Regions from separate parts of the Rattus norvegicus genome. Here regions 1 and 3 are each linked to region 2. Evidence: chromatin contacts called from public Hi-C data. All regions are on one chromosome and are shown on one strand. Each heading gives the region's core, a stretch centred on a gene start, on an enhancer-like site or on the middle of the called end of the contact. The rest is flanking DNA. Distances are from core to core; before and after follow the strand shown. Region 1 has its middle 390 kb from the start of Meis1. Region 2 has its middle 45 kb from the start of Etaa1. Region 3 holds the start of Meis1 (Meis homeobox 1).

The links. A called contact is a pair of places that touch in the nucleus more often than the background predicts.
Region 1: a Hi-C map of the A7r5 cell line shows a contact between it and region 2, with 4 times the contacts expected there. The contact joins two enhancer-like sites. A contact is called at or near these places in 2 of 12 Hi-C or Micro-C datasets (the A7r5 cell line and the Rat2 cell line).
Region 3: a contact with region 2 is called in a Hi-C map of the A7r5 cell line, with 7 times the contacts expected there. The contact joins the promoter of Meis1 here to the enhancer-like site in region 2. A contact is called at or near these places in 4 of 12 Hi-C or Micro-C datasets (the A7r5 cell line, the Rat2 cell line, Schwann cells and 1 more) and 1 of 1 datasets of contacts at active chromatin or transcription factors (oligodendrocytes).

What each region holds. Positions count from the first base shown.
Region 1 is chr14:97,103,458-97,106,157 of GRCr8, reverse strand. No RefSeq gene overlaps it. Among named protein-coding and RNA genes, the nearest start is that of Meis1, 390 kb to the left of the region's middle. Within about 2 kb of position 1,262, at least 8 of the 93 cell types and tissues checked have an H3K27ac peak or open chromatin away from gene starts, as enhancers often do. A contact at or near this core is called in the A7r5 cell line, where this site is marked.
Region 2 is chr14:96,559,538-96,562,237 of GRCr8, reverse strand. No RefSeq gene overlaps it. Among named protein-coding and RNA genes, the nearest start is that of Etaa1, 45 kb to the right of the region's middle. Within about 2 kb of position 1,302, at least 13 of the 93 cell types and tissues checked have an H3K27ac peak or open chromatin away from gene starts, as enhancers often do. A contact at or near this core is called in the A7r5 cell line, where this site is marked.
Region 3 is chr14:97,493,773-97,496,472 of GRCr8, reverse strand. Meis1 (Meis homeobox 1) reads left to right here and starts at 1,390. Exons shown (of 13, transcript NM_001134702.1): 1 at 1,390-1,457. The coding sequence starts at 1,446.

The sequences.
Region 1 (2,700 bases), core at 13-2,512, 540 kb before region 2:
ATAATGCAAGGTAAATAATTGGTGAGTTCATACTCCTAAGTAGCATACAGCTCATAAGCAACACGAGGAGTCCATCAAATAAAGGGAATTGTGTTTACTAAATGAACTCCCAGCTAATTGAATGTGGAAGCTATGTTGCCTCCAGGCTCCACTGGAGCCTTGCTTTTAGCTAAAGCAGGTCCCTCACAGGTCTGCCCAAGAGTTTTTATCTTGGATCTTGTGAGGTTATAAGGTTGCAGAATGGCTCATGCTAAAATTGGCCTGATCATGGCTGAACCGGGAATATGGCACCTGACTGGATTTCAAGACCAGGTCTCTGACCAGAGAGGCCCAGTTATGGGATTGCAGGGGACTTTGGGTAAGGTCTCTTTTATCACCACCATGCTATGTCTTGAGCTGGTTTACAGATGACAGCAGCTGCTTTCCATTCGACCTCAATGGGTACCCAAAAATACATGTACAGGTTGTAACATACAAATGTCCTCTGTTTCACATTCCTCTGCCTAATTGCTTCAACTCTTCGGAGCATCTCCAGTAGATACAGTCGACAATTGGAAGAGTTGTGAGCAGAGGTAGGAGACAGCCTTTGAGGAAAGGAGTCACATATCTCTGGGGGATTCTGGTTTTGAATTTTTGTTCATTTTACATATTTAAAAGTGCAGTTAAGACAGAAAGAGAGCACCAGTATGGGACTATTTAACAAGGTTTGGGTTCACCAATTGGTCTGGTTTCTTTCAGTTTCTTTACTTTTTTTTTTTTTACCTTTTATTGGACATTTTCTTTATTTACTTTGCAAATGTTATCCTCCTTCCTGGTTCCCCCTCTAGAAACCTCCTATCCCATCCTCCCTCCCCCTGCTTCTATGACAGTGCTCCCTCACCTGCCTCCCTACCCTGGCATTCTTCTATACTGGGGCATTGAGTCTTCCCTGGACCAAGGGCCTCACCTCCCATTTGTGCCTAACAAGGCGGTCCTCTGCTACATATGTGGCTGGAGGCATGGGTCATTCCATATGTACTCTTTGGTTGGTGGTTTAGTCCCTGGGGGAATTGGGGGCTCTGGTTGGTTAACACTGTTGTTCTTCCTTTGGTCTTTAAAACCTTTCAGCTCGCAAGGAAATATTTTTGATGACACACTTCACATCATCATGGAGTTAGTAACAATCAGCCATGATAGTTTTCTTTTAGGCTGTCTTCAAATAGTCATCTCAAGATGCCATGTGGTTTCATTTCCAGGACAGTGAAATGTTGACTTTGAGCTGCCCCATAAGGATGTGTTGTCATCTTGTTCTGCTCACTTTACTTCACAGATAAGGATAACCACAAGGCTGTGGCTATGTTGCTGGCTAGCGGATGGCATTTTGAGGAGACACCTGAATGCAGATGGTTGACTTCCTGGCCAGTTCTTGTTTGTGTCTGTCACGGTGTCATATCCCCCTGTTTGTCATGCATGCTGTTCTCCTTGTGGCCACAGATAAATCTTTAAGTTTCATCAACGTTTTCCCTTCTCCCTTCACTAATATAATTTCCAAGGTAAACGCTAAAGTTTAGGTGAGCCTCCCAGAGAAAGCTCCCCAAGATTGTGGCACTTGGGCTTCATAAGCAGAGTTTTTCTTTGCTAGCTTTGATTCTAGGCATGCTTAAAAAATTACCCAGTTAGCAGTCCCCTAGCCTCCGTCTATGAGTTCACTGGGAAACTATGCATAAGATACTTTGGAAATAAACATACACAAGAAGTTACAGTTCTGTTTGAATGACCCTCTACCTTGGAATGTCTGTAACTGTGAGAATTATAAGACCATGAAATATGTCTAGGCTGCTGGCTTGAAAAGTTACTATTCCTTATATGGACTACTCACAGACAGGCAAGAAAACTTGTATAAACTAAATAGGGGATTTTTTTTTCCCAGCCACTTACGTGGCTCATCCTTGACCTATTTCATTTATAGCTTCCTTCAAAACACTGTGCCCTGAAAGCTCATTGCTTTCTTGATGGTCTTCTAAAAGCCATCTTCAGAGATACGAATGCTTCAGATGGACTCTGAGAGGCAGGGGCATGATATTCCAGCTAATCAGCAATACAGTAGTCTGGTAACCGTTTAGGGGCTGGTTGAGGCCTCCAATGTACAGTTTATTCATTGTTGTTAGAATTTAAAGCATGGACATTCGTAAAGGCTTGAACTAGCTCAGTAAGAAAGAAGGGCAAATGGTTTCAGAAAGGGACCTACATACAGCCCACTTAAATTTCTCCTCCCCCTTTCCTTGACATTGGAGGAAATGAAGCCGTATGCTAGGAAGCTGAAGTTGAAAGGAAATCTCTATTTAATGGGGGTAATTGTCTTCTGACACACAATATGGAGTGGGACGTTTAGAAATCCTGATTCCCACAGAATACTTTAAAGGAAGTGATCGAAACCCTGAACTAGTCTGTTTGGGATACTACACTTTCCCCAGCCCTCACCAATAGCCCCGGAGTCCCCGTACATTCAAATCCAGTCACACTCCTAATTAGGACACATCTTCTACCTTCTGTAGCTCCACTTTTCCCAACTCAAAAGGAGGGTTAAAGACAGCCCCTAACGCAGAGTCGCATGCGGAGATCTAACAAGAAACAAAAATACAGGATCTGCTGCCTGGACCATGTTCAGAAATTAGAAGCAATTATCTTATTATATTTTCTAAGTGAATGAAACTTTGATAA
Region 2 (2,700 bases), core at 53-2,552:
AAGGGATCGTCTGGTCTGTTTCACTTGATGTACATTTTCATGAAACACCATCAATTCGGTCCAAGTCTCCACGAATTCGTGAATATGTTCTTGGATTTTAGAGCGCTAAAGTGTACTTCTCATTTGCTCTAGTCACGTTTATCATGGCTCTGCAGTAGCAGAACATCCTTTGTCTCCCAAATGTACTCCTTTCGGTGAAATTATTTTCTTTGCAGAACTGGAAAAACAAAAGGTGAACCTTCTCAGGGAAATACTGGGTGGGACAGGGAAGTCAGGTCAGAAAGCAGACTGCCCATATTGGCAGTGAAAAAACCACGCTTATTTGGTAGTCGACTAGTTTTGTGGTTAAATAATGGTCTTATTTTGGCATTTAATGAATATTTGTTCCAAATAAACATAATTTATGAATATTTTAACACATGCATACTCAGTGGGGTGGATTCTCACACTGATATAAATAGAATTAATGAGCAGTCAGCTGCCACATACCAGGACATATGACCCAGCAGCAAGAGCTCAGAAGCGGTTCTCCTGGCTTCATAAAGCTCTGCCCTTAGTTTAACTTCTTGAAACTATGTCTCATTCTCCCCTCACTGTTGCAGAACTCAGGTTTTGTTAGATGAGTCTGGCTGGATGTCCAGACAACCATTTGTTTTGCCTTCTTTAAGACAAAACAAAATCACACAGAGGGAGGGCTTGGCTCCACTCAGCACAACTTGTGACAGGAGTCAGAGAAAAATGAATATTTTACATATTTCTACTAAAAACATGAATTGTCTGTTCTTTCCATTTTTGTGACAATTAGCATGATTATGCCAGTTGCTACAGATCTTTACAAAACAAAAAGACAAACGAACAAAAAACCCAAAACTTCCAGTGGTTTTACATTTTAAAACAGACCTGACACCCCTTGAGTGGGTGAAACAGAGAGAAAAAGCAAACACATCCTCTGGGCCATTACCTGCTCTCCTTGAACACAAAGCACCGAGCTGTGCAGCATGCCTAATACGATTTTTTTTAAGGAATAAGCCCAGCAGTAGAAAGCTACCCCTTCAAGGAGTAGGTTTGGGAATCAACGCCAGCATGCGAAATCTTCAAATTAACTGGATTTAATTTGACAGGGAATTATTGTTGTGAAGAGGCAAAGTGAAATTTAAGAGTCACCTCTATTCTGTTCTGCTATTTTCTTTTTACAGCTTTATTATAGGCAAAGCAGAAAAATAAAGCGAGCATGTGCAGTGCGATGCCCAGATGATCTGGCAGGAGGGCAGTCTTGGCAAGAGATTTGGGCTGTGACGTTTATACACACAGATGGCAGGGCACAGCCTTTATTCCTCTTAGCTTTCATTCCAAAAGGGGGTGTTGGAGGCCTCTCTCCCTCCCACCCCCACATTTGCAAACACACACTCTCTGAAATTTCAGACTAAAGCTGCATCCGAAAAAGGAGAAGTCCAGTCCGGCCTGCCTTAAGGAAGTGAGAAAAGAAAACAGGGCACCATTCTCCTGGCCACCTCTTAGAGGAGGACTTTATCCCGACGGACTGAGGAGGAGGCTGGGGCCTGAGGAGCTTCCCCAGAGTGGCTCCCCTGGGGAATCCCCTTTCCACTGCAAAGTCAATGGGCACCACCTAGTGCTCTTTCCTGGCAAAGGCTGTGTGTGTTGGTCTGGATGTAAGTGGGCACTTGGGATGACTGGTAAAGGTAAAATAAAAGCACACAGTCGTCTTCAAACCCTTTGCCTTCTAAGGAAGGGGAGAGAGGGAGAGAAGGGGGAATAAGGAAAGGGGGAGGGGAAGAATAAGAATTTTAAGGTGAATGAAAGCAGTTCTTCCAAATAAGGGCTTTTCTTAGGGCTGGTCTTTGTTGATAGTTTCCTCTTATATTTTTCCACACACCCCCCATTTGTTTTATGTAAAGACTTCACTTCCCAGCTCTGGCTGACCTGGAATTTGTTACGTAGATGAGAACACTCAGAGATCCCCCTGCCTCTGCCTCTACCCTTGAATGCTGGGATTAAAGGTATGCACTGCCAAGCCTAGCTTCCCTTCCCTCCTGTTTTTAAAGCCATTCCAAATCTCCTCCTGAGAAATAAAGTCTTTATTCCTCCATATGCTAATTCCCCCTGCATCCGGTTTGTCTGTCTGTTTCCTCTATGGTTAAACTTGGAACATTTCTAAAACCTTCATTCAGCCTAAAGCAAAGAAGGTTCTAGTACCAATGTGCCCTTGGCAGCCAAAATCGTTTCTAACAAGGAGTCTCTCTGGAGTCTTCCTAACAAAACAAATCGCACTTATGAAAAATGAGGCGTAGCACAGACTCTTTCGCAGCACAATAAGATCAAGTTAACCGCTCGTGCCTCTAGGAAAAGGATCTAAGAGGCTTTATCCGATTGGCAAAATGGACCTGGATATCAGCTCAAGGATTGAGGACACTTTGATAAAATTTCAAAGCAATGAAGTCCGATTATCTGAATGATTGCTTAACCCCTTTAAAATATAATTCAGGGAAGAACAAGATTTTTTTTTTTTTTGAACACATGGTCTGGCAGAAAATAGAAAGCTGTTTTATACTATTTGCTTTTTCTGGAACATTTTGTTTAGAATTATTCTTCCCACTACTGCTTTTACAGAACAATGATAAGCACTTCTCTGTTGCTAAAAGTAGACAATTCTTCAATAAAATGAGCAATCTTGGTTTACAG
Region 3 (2,700 bases), core at 141-2,640, 930 kb before region 2:
TAGGGCTGAGGGCTACCAGGGTGAGGAGGCGGGGGCGTCGGGACCCAAAGTGGCAAAATGCAAGCATTTCCATAACTCCAGCCCTACGACCACTTCTGACAGCGGGGGCCGGGGTGGGGGTAGAAAAAAAGAAAAAACCCAAAACCAAAAGAAAAAAGGAAAGAAAACCTCTAAGCTGGGTTTGCAGAACGCCCGGGCGACCGCTACCCCACGTTCTCGGGACTCCTGAGCTGAACCTTTTCCAATCCAGCACCAGCTCCTCTTCTTGCTCTGGCTTTGACTTTTCTTCTCCGGGAGTCTAGCAGAGAATCCAGTACTTTTGGCATCAACCCCCCACCCCGAAAAATACTGGCAGACCCCAATAATTTCGAGGAAAGTCTTGAAGTCTTTCATGAGCGGAGCACTGAGCGAATTAACTCCGGCATCTGCCTGCCCTACGTTTATTCCCGATTTATTTCAAGAGTCCGCTTTGGGAAGAGAGGCTGGAAGGGGACCTAAAGTCGGCGGGTCGGGAGCTGCAGCCTGCATTTGTGTGCATGTGCCTTGGGTGTGTGGTGTTAGTGCCTGGGCGTGCGAATTCATGGAGCGCCTTTCTGCCTCTCCAGTGCGGCCAGAGCTCGCTTCGCGCACCCACCCCTGCCGAGGAGCCTACTTGCTGCAGCCCAATGCATTGTGTAAGACGCGACCTGTTATGGCCACCACTACTTCCGGGTTCTAGCATTCTGGTCGGAATCCACCTCTCCGCCTGTGCAACACACACTTTACACACGCACGGCGACTGCAAGCGGGCAGCATCGATCGTGGCTCCTTTAAGACAAACTCAGACAGACATTTTTTTAACCCTCCTCTCTAATCTCCCTTCAGTGCAGCAGTTGCAAAGAGGGAGAGAGAAAGAGAAAGAGAGCGAGAGAAGAGAGAAACTGATTGGGAATTAGGACTGATTCAAGGAAAGCGGGCGCTAGGGCTTTGTGCATTTGAATATTAACATTTGAGGTGTTCTGACCAGAAGAAGACAGAACGGATGATCATTCATTCACCACGTTGACAACCTCGCCTGTGATTGACAGCTGGAGTGGCAGAAAGCCATGAGATTTGGTAGTTGGTTCTGAGGGGCGCTCTTTTTTTTCTTTTTCTTTTCTTTTCTTTCTTTTTTTTTAACTGATTTTTTTGGGGGGGAAGAGAAGATCTGCTTTTTTTTCCCTCCCACTGCTGTCTTGGTGGAACCAGAGCGCTTTTATGCTCAGCGACGCGGGCGCCTTGCTTCAGGTCCGGTAGACCGAAGATCTGGGACCAGTAATTCACACTGCTGGAGACGCAAAGGGATTTTTTTGTTACTGTTGTGCTTTATTTTTTTTTCCGAGGGAGTTTGCATATTTGTTTCTTTTCACACTGGCCTTAAAGAGGATATATTAGAAGTTGAAGAAGGAAGGGAGGCAGAGAGGCCGATGGCGCAAAGGGTACGTATTAAAAACAATTGTGGAACTCAAATGTGAGATTAAATTGAAACGTGGCTGAAAGACACTGTTGCTAAGTTTCCTCTTTCCTTTCTCTCTTTTTGAATGAGGTTCCTAAAGCCGCGGCCTAAATCGACAGGTTTACTTAATGCATTTGTAGCCTTATGCATGTTACTCGTGGGTTATTAATTCAAGTGATCAAGTAGTCTATAGATTCCTAGCCAACAGCTATATAAATAAAAATACAAGCCCGAGGAATCACCTGTTTTAAAAGGAAAGAAAGAGGAGGGGGAAATGCTACATATCCAGTGCTGTAATTTAAGCATTTAGGGACCAAAAGTTTAAAGCTACGTTTAATTAAAATGAGCAGCTGGGAACTTTAGCGTTATTATCGATTATGCACATCTTTAATATCATTAGAAGTAGGTAGCATTTTTAGATAAGGAATGTCCTGGTGTAGTGGAGTTTTGGTTGGAAAAACATTCCTCTTTTAAAAGTAATTTTAATTTGCATGGGTTTTTATGCAAGATAATAAGTTTGCAGATTTTTTTTCTTAGCTAAGTTCTTTACCACTTAGATACTAAACACAGAGCTACTCAGTTTAAAAATGCAATCCTAATTTCCCCAATATTCCTATTTGAATGGAAATGCCTTGAAAGTAAACTGAGACAATGACGGGCCGGCTGAGGTGGCTTCTTAAAAGAAAAGGGTCTACAAAAAGGCTGCCTTGCATAATTTGTGTCTTGGCCCTCAAAGCCCCTTTTGGGAAAGAAAGTTACTGGAGGACACATTTTTTTCTTTCTTCTCTCAGTTCAGGCAAATGTCAGGATTCTCCCAAACTCTTCACACCTCTGTCTTTCAGAGGATGAAAGTGGCAGTTCTTTGGAAATCATTTCCTTCTCCCCATTTCCAAATCTTAGAAAAGAAACTTGCCTGGAATAAAACAGAAAAATTGAAATAGCTGAATTTATCACAGACAGTCAAGGCAATCAATTTGAAAGCAGCCCCATCCCCCAGATTTTCATGTGTGTTTTGCTTTTGAGTCTGTTTAAAAAAAAAAACTAACATGTAACTATTGCTTCCTGGACTCTTACTCTAGGGAGAAAGTTTGTGAGGGTAAAAAAAAAATATAAAACAACATTAGTTGCTTCCTTTATAGCTTTTATTTAAGTTTGGAAATAATGTTGCCCAGTTGTATGTTCAGCTGTAAAAGGCAACAAGCTGCCTTATGCACACTTCAGTATAA